Regions from separate parts of the Oryctolagus cuniculus genome. Here region 1 is linked to region 2. Evidence: chromatin contacts called from public Hi-C data. All regions are on one chromosome and are shown on one strand. The core of a region is the stretch at or near the end of the contact, and the rest is flanking DNA. Distances in the headings are between cores, read along the strand shown. Region 1 overlaps LOC127492930 (a long non-coding RNA gene). Region 2 has its middle 710 kb from the start of QKI.

Region 1 (3,561 bases), core at 653-3,152, 130 kb before region 2:
AGATCTAAGGGAGGGTCTGGAAATTGCCATCCTGAGCTAAGGGGTCGTCACCCAGCTGCTGACTTGGCACAGTCCATTTAGCGTGTGTGCATATTCTGCATTCTCCAAACAGCGCTGCCCTGTTCATACAAAACAGGAAACAACAGCCCATTAATCACTGTGGTCTGCCCAGATGAATTTTATAGCCACATCTTTATTACTAGACATTAATTAAATTATTAAACTTAACATTACAACTTCCAAATGTACTACTTTTTGATCTATCCAGTATGCAAAATATACTCATGATATTGTGGACAGAAAACAGTATAGGCTATCACTTATGCTGCAATCTAATTTTGTCCTCAAAATAATGGGCCGTCCATGTATACTGAAGTATAAATGTCGGACCCTAAAACTCCAAGAAGCTCTGCAACGATGCGTTGATAGAAATGGTCTTCAGGTAATGGAATATGGGTGCCCTCTTTTCCTTTTCTTTACAGCGTTTTCTGAACGCTTTGCAATGATCAGCGCTGTCACCTTGTAGATCACCGTGTCCGTGTTGTAACCATGTGCCACTCCCACCACCAGCCCCCGTTGATGTCAAAGCAATCGTTCAAGCCCAACTCAGGAAGTCCCTCTCCTGTAGGAAGCACTTCGGGGCTCCCCACTGCCCTCCGAGTAAGATCCCAGCCCCATCTGCTGGCATCCGCACCTGCGCGCCCCTCTCCCTTCTCCTCTCTGTAGTAGGGGCCTGGGGGATGCCCTCCCTCCTCTCCCTGACTTGTCTGGTAGGTCTCGTGTCAAGCCATGGTCTTTACCCCCACTCATGTCTGCTCTTCCCTCCTCTAAGATGCCTATCCATGTTTATAATTTCACCTTTACTTAGAAGTTAACTCTTTCAAGGTTTGCCTCCAGGACTCGCTGTTTCACGGGGCTGGGATCCGCCTGCTGTGCTCACTGCTGTGTCCCCTGAGCCTGTTCTGTGCCTGTTGCCCACTGAAAGCATGGACCAGACAGACCAAAAACGGCATTTGAGAAAACAGCCAGCTACACGGAAGCTTCTGATAGGAAAAGAGTGAACTGAACTGTTGTTAAATAGTAGCAAAATAAATGGCAGTTCAAACAATATCCTAGGAGAATGCTTGTAACATGAATTTGGTTTGGGATATCACCCTCTTCTTATTTTTTTTTTTTTTTTTTTGGCAGGCAGAGTGGACAGTGAGAGAGAGACAGAGAGAAAGGTCTTCCTTTGCCGTTGGTTCACCCTCCAATGGCCGCTGCGGCTGGCGCGCTGCGGCCGGCGCACCGCGCTGATCCGATGGCAGGAGCCAGGAGCCAGGTGCTTTTCCTGGTCTCCCATGGGGTGCAGGGCCCAAGCACCTGGGCCATCCTCCACTGCACTCCCTGGCCATAGCAGAGAGCTGTCCTGGAAGAGGGGCAACCGGGACAGAATCCGGCGCCCCGACCGGGACTAGAACCCGGTGTGCCGGCGCCGCTAGGCGGAGGATTAGCCTAGTGAGCCGCGGCGCCGGCCTCACCCTCTTCTTATTAAATGAAGAAGAGAGCTACAAATAGTTGTGACAATATGAGTCATAATTTGTAAAAAAAAAAAAAAAAAAAAAAAAGATGAATTTACCAAGGCAGAGAGAGATCTGGAAATCAGTGCCCACAGCTCATCCCCAGCAGATCTCTCTGTGTGGTGAGAGAACGGAGGCTTTTTCTAAAATGTGCTTATCTTTGCTTTCTCAAACATACATTGCTATAGTAGTGAAGGAATGAAAGCAATTTTTAATTAGGAAATGCCAAAGCAAACTAGTTTATCACGTGCTGCAGCAGCACGCAGCTATAATCCACTCAGCAGTGCATGGGTGGGGAAGGTGTGGGCGGTGACTGGTGTGAAAGGAGATTGGGAATGTAGTTACCGGGAGGTTCAGTCCACCTTGAGACAGCACCAGAGCACCTCCCTGTGTTTCCGTGAGCCTCCCTTGGGACACATCAGCAGGGCACCATGGGGTTTGTGCAATTTCAGTCCACACAGAGCTCCTGTTTCAGGCGCTCTGCCTGAGTAATGTGCGTGTTGCTGGGTGCCGCTGAGATCAAGGAAGGTGTGGGCACTCACCCCGACCCTGAGAGGCTGCAGCCTGCATGGACAAGGGAAGCAGACGCACCTGCTCGGACCCCCATGCCCACCTGTGCCTGACTGTTCACAGGGCTCCTGGGCACAAGGCTCAAAGGGGCGGTAGTGTCCAAGGGTCTGGGTGTTGATCTGAAGGAGCACACCCTGGAGCTGACTGGCATTGGCTTCCTTTTCATCCTCTGGAGGAAGGAAGAGGGGGCACAGGAGTTCTCTAGGGTGCAGTGGGGGTGTGCTTTTGTTGTTGGGGGTTCACAGTGCACATCTGGGGCCCCCATGGCTGCTGACTTCTTTGCCCAGCATTTCGTCATCTTCAAGGGGGTTTTGTGGCATCAGAACAAACAACCTGCAAGGCTGCATTTGTAGAATACGGAACATTTTGTCACCTCTAGCCCCTTGTAACTTCAGAAAGCTGAGTGGTCGAAAGTAATTTTCTTAGAGTTTAAAACAAAAGAAGAGGCCTCCACAGAAAGGGCCTTGTCAGATGCTGTTCCCTGGTGGTCCAGGAGGCGCTGTCACAGATCTGTCCTCCATCTGATCTTTGAACCCATTTACTCGTGGGTGCATCCTGCAGTTTCCATAGCACCCCCATTCCAGGGGTCCCCCTCAGCCTGGACAGGGGTCAGTGTTTGTCTCCTACGTTCCTGTGCAGGGGAGGGCATCTGCTCAGAGGGAGAGAGCCTGGAGTGTTTGCATTGCTGGAGCTCTGCCCAGCGCTGGCCAGGAGGGCAAATAAGCCGTGGTGGCAGGGGTCAAGGCTGGACACAGGTGGCTGGGCAGCCTGGGCACAGCCCTATGAGAGCCTCCCAGTGGTCAGCATGCTCCATTTCACCTCCAAGTGCACAAGAGGATTTGGGAGTTGCGTTCCTTGCTGGACAGCTTCTTTCCAACTGGGAAATGGATTCTTGGGCAAACCGAGGAAGGTCCTGGGGCGTCAGCTGTGACGGGGTCCATGAGGCTCCCACAGGTGCCCCTCACCCCTTGGCAACAGTGGGACAGTGAGGCTTGAGGACTTTAAGGCAGGTGGTTCTCTTCTCTCTTCCCACCTGTAAAATGGGAAGCTTGTTCTTCAGCATCCAGACTTCGTCTCTGGCACTCCCTGGAGTCCACTCCAAAGCCCGGTCGGTAGGTGCACTTCAGGTATCCTCTGCTGCGCTGGTTCTGTGCAGCCATCTTGGAAGCCGCTTGTCACCTTGATGTCACCTGAGCACAGGGAGGCCCTGTTGGGGTGCATGGGGCAGGGCTGAGGATATTTGCCGAGGGTAGGTGGCCCAGTAGCCCTGGGACTTGGTAGCCAAGGGGAAAAGGTGCTCCTGTGTCATGGGAGAGCAGGACTGAGTGGAAACCAGGAGGCCAGGCTCATAAGTCTGTCTGGTGAACCGTGTGCACACCAGGGGTTGGCGTAGATGGCACCGGAAGTCAAAGCAATGGACTATCATGGCGGT
Region 2 (4,005 bases), core at 404-2,903:
CCCTGCCCTGGGGGTGTAGGCCAAGTGAGGCTGGTGGCAGCTTCTGTGCCTCCCTGGGTAGGGAGCCTATGTCCATTCCATGCCCGCGTCCTCTGTGGTTTGGACACTGACGGCCTCAAAGGTGAGGTTCTACGAAGGAAGAAGGCTGAGGACTCAAAAGGGACCACAGACGTGGATGGTTCTCTGGCCTGACCCACGAGCTGGCAGTAAGCTGGTGAACTTCGGGCCTGGATTTGCATTTTCAGAGCGCTGCCATGACCCCATCTCCTACGAGCTGGTCCCTGCTGCCTTCAGATGCCACAGATGGCCTGTGCTCCCTAAATACGGCTCACTACTCGGCCACTCTGGAAACTTCTCTCCTCGAGCATTGATTTCCCCTAAAATAAACGGTTTTGAGTCTCCCTTGTTTCAACCCTGGGTAAGGATGTCCGTCTTGGGACTTTCAGCCAAATCTTGTAGAGCACTCAGCCTGGGAGATGTAGCTCAGGAGAGAGCAGCCCCTGCCTTTGCTGTCTGCGGAGTTGTTTTCAGGGTGGCAGGGCCAGGGCCACTCAGTCACAAATTATTGAGGCCGTGGGCAACAAATGGGACCCTAAATGGGGCTGGGATGGAAGCTTTGCTGTTGGGCTGGGACAGGATCATTAGTGGCCAGAAGCGGGACACCAGGACGTCTCCCGAATGACCACTCAGAATATTTGCTACCTTGACCTTGCACGAGCCCCACAAGCTGGAGTCCGTCTGTTCACACACTTTGTGCATGTTAAAGGAACACAGTTTTCATGCAACTCTGAAGGCTGAGAGCGTGCTTGGGATGCAACAGCAGTGACCCTGAGAGACCGAAACCTCGGGGAGACACTCACCTTGCTGTGCTATGTGCTGTGGCCACTGGGGGCTGAGGTGTTTTTGTGGGTTGAAAATCTGGGTGATCTTTTGCAGGGGTGGGGTGGACCGGAGGCAACAAGAGGTTAATCCTTTGCCGCAGGCTATGCCAGCCTATGGCAAGCTCAGAAGCCAAGGTGTGTGTTTGCTCGGCCATGCTCAGTTGGACTCGGAGAATGTTATTGCTCAAAGATCAGACCTTCATCTCCAGCCAAATTCCTGCAGAGGGAGGGGGAAGGGACGCACAGCCAGCCTGTCTGCCTGCTGTGTGCCTGTGCTGCCCCACGTGTGTGCACACAGACCCATATTTAGAACATGGCTGTTTAGCCTCTGCAATTACACTTGTGCCTCATTTAGAAAACACTCAAGACAAACAGGGATGTTTTTACCCAAAATTATTGTTAGGGCCTCATGGTCACGTGTCTCCCCTAAACCAGCTGGGGAAGAAGCTGCCTGCTCCAGAATTTGGTGCTGTCTGTCAAGGACACAGAGCATTGGTGTCTCTCTTGGGGTAGGGGTGGGCATGGGGTCACATGGGTGGATGGAAGGGGAACCTGTTCGGGGCCATAACAGGTCAATATTGTCGATAGGGCTCTGAGTTTACCTTCGGCTTTTCTTCCACTGCAGAGATGGCCATAATGGATCATTAAGGCTTGGGAAATCGTGTCAGCACTTTTCCCGGAAGCGGCATGAGTGAGGACAGTGGCCAGAGGCGCTGAACTGTGTGACCCCTGGGTCCTGTGTGCAGCTGTCAGTCCCTCATGCTGTGACCCACCCTGGACTGCTGCTGGGGGCACAGGCGCTGCCGAGGGAGCGTAGCTGGAAGCCTCCCCGGGGTTGCTGCTGCTTGCCTTACCCAGGACCCGGCGCATTCAGAGCTGTGCCCAGCGGCGTCTGAACCACGCAGCTCACACTCACCGGTGTGAACACCGCTTTGCACTGTTCCAGAAAAACCTTCCCTCACCTTCTCACAGAGCAGTCCTGGTGGCTCTGTGGGCTGGCGTCTCCTGCCTTGGTGTGGACCACATGTGGCTCTGGGTGCAGCCTGGCACCAGGACGCGGGTCCTGGGAGGAGCCAGGGGCTCTGTGGATATGTCCTTCTCAACTACATGCAAAGGTGACACCCAGGCAGTGCTGATGCCGGTGGACCTGTGACTGTGGCTGTGACTGTTGGACCAGGGCAGGATTTGTCCCTCGGACATTCTGGCAACCTGAAAACCTGCCGACGCCTGTACCCAGGGCTCCCCCTAGTGGCCGTGGTCCACATCCTGGCGTTGCTCCCTGATTCTAGAACCCCCTCTTCCTCGGGGTCTATCTGCTGAGAACACCTGAGCGGCAGGCGTTTTAACCCCAAGGGCACAGAGCGGCAGGAATCCCGTGAGGCCTGAGTTTGGGGGCGATCACATGCCCTTCTCTGCCTTTATGTCACGTTTCCTGCCAGGGATCTCACAGGGGTCTCCTGTTTTTGAGGATGTTCTTGGGGTCTCAGTCTGGAGGCAGGAGAGGAGCAGACACCTCCTGCACCAGGGTTCACACCAGAACAGCGGCTCTGGTCTTTGATGTCTTGGTTTGAATGTTTTTAAAACTTTAAAATGTATCTTATTTGAAAGGGAGAGATGGGAGAGAGAGAGAGCGAGAGAGAGTGAGAGAGCGCTTCCTTTCACTGGTTCACTTCCTAAATGCTTGAAACAGCCAGGCCTGGGTCAGGCTGAAGCCAGGAGCCTGGAACTCAGTTTGGATCTCCCATGTGGACGGCAGGAACTCAAGTACTGGGGCCATCGCCTGCTGCTCCCCGGAGTGCATATTAGCAGGAAGCTGGACCCTAAATGGGGAAGCCAGGACATGAGTCAGGCACTCACTCCCCTGTGAGATGCGGGTGCCCCAGCAGCACCTCGACTGCTGTGCCCCACGCCTGCCGCCTTGGTTTGAATCTCACACGGACATGGCAGAAAGTGCTTCAGCACATTGTCATCCTCAGGGCTCTTGTGCAACTGTAAGAAGCAACAGTGTCACCAGTGCAAACCCACGCAGCGACAACTCCCCAAGCGGAGCAAGGAGCACTGAGGCTCTGTGCTGCCACCTCGACTTGACTGAGAACCAGGAGTTTCTTAACGTTGCTTCCCCTCTTGAATTCCTTTTATTCTTACCATAGCAACAAGGATTTTCTTCTAACAGAGTGGCAGGATCTTCGTCAAGTTCAGTGGGACAGGTGAATAAGGGAGTGAGCTCTTGGGCCAGTCTGGCTCCACTCCTCATTGCTGGTTTTAGTAGACCTCTGTTCCCACCTGCAGAATGGACCCAGCCAGGAGCACCTGGGGCCCAGTTGAGATGACACCTGAGCTATGCCTGTCATTCCCTGAGCACCAGTGTCACATAGAATTCAGACAGCACTCAAGGCACACACGATCTGGTGCTGCTTTGGCATATCCATGCTTGCGGATTTTGTCAGTCAAATTAATTTGGTTTTAGACATTGGGGCAAAGGTGGTGCTGTGTTGCTGAGCCCTTGGCCTGCCAAGCGCCTGCTCCCAGAGTGTGTCGGTGGCTGATGCAACTGTTGGAAATCAGAGGCCCCAGCAAATCGGATGCCTTCAGAGTGCAGTCATGGGCTGTGCTTTATTTGTGGACGCTGACTGCATTCTGACCCCGGTTATCTTGGGATGGCTTTTAAGTGGCCTGTGCGAGATGCATTTCAGACTCAAGCCCAGCTCTCATGAGGACAGGTGTCCAACGGAGAATGTTGGCTCTGGTCTTGGAAACTTTTGGGGGGAGACTGGGCCTCGGCTTTATCCAAAGGCCCCAAAGATGTTCCAACCTAGCGAAGGACCCCTGTGTGATGGTCTCAGGGCCTAGAGTCGGGAACCCGCCTTGAACTGTCTGCGGAGGGGTGTGGTGAGGGGAATACGTGCTGAAGGTTTCCTGAGCTTGTGCCTCTACGGCATTTCCTAAAAATTAGAAACAAAAGTTGGGGCTGGGGAATCCAAGCTGTGGATAGAAAGTGTGGCCTGACCTGGCCCCTGTGAGGACACGCGGGATGCTCACTCCGTCCACTCGCCAAGGGGCCTTTTGAGGAGGGCCCCTTGCGGGACAGGGTTGAGGAGCTGAAGTGGGAGCTGAGCTCAGGCCT

What was found. A called contact is a pair of places that touch in the nucleus more often than the background predicts.
Region 1: a Hi-C map of liver shows a contact between it and region 2, with 6 times the contacts expected there. The contact joins two enhancer-like sites. A contact is called at or near these places in 4 of 6 Hi-C or Micro-C datasets (ear pinna, liver, psoas muscle and 1 more).

Annotation. Positions count from the first base shown.
Region 1 is chr5:4,748,997-4,752,557 of mOryCun1.1, reverse strand. All of the region lies in intron 2 of LOC127492930 (a long non-coding RNA gene), which reads left to right. Among named protein-coding and RNA genes, the nearest start is that of QKI, 580 kb to the left of the region's middle. Within about 2 kb of position 1,902, at least 1 of the 8 cell types and tissues checked has an H3K27ac peak or open chromatin away from gene starts, as enhancers often do.
Region 2 is chr5:4,617,374-4,621,378 of mOryCun1.1, reverse strand. No RefSeq gene overlaps it. Among named protein-coding and RNA genes, the nearest start is that of QKI, 710 kb to the left of the region's middle. Within about 2 kb of position 1,653, at least 1 of the 8 cell types and tissues checked has an H3K27ac peak or open chromatin away from gene starts, as enhancers often do.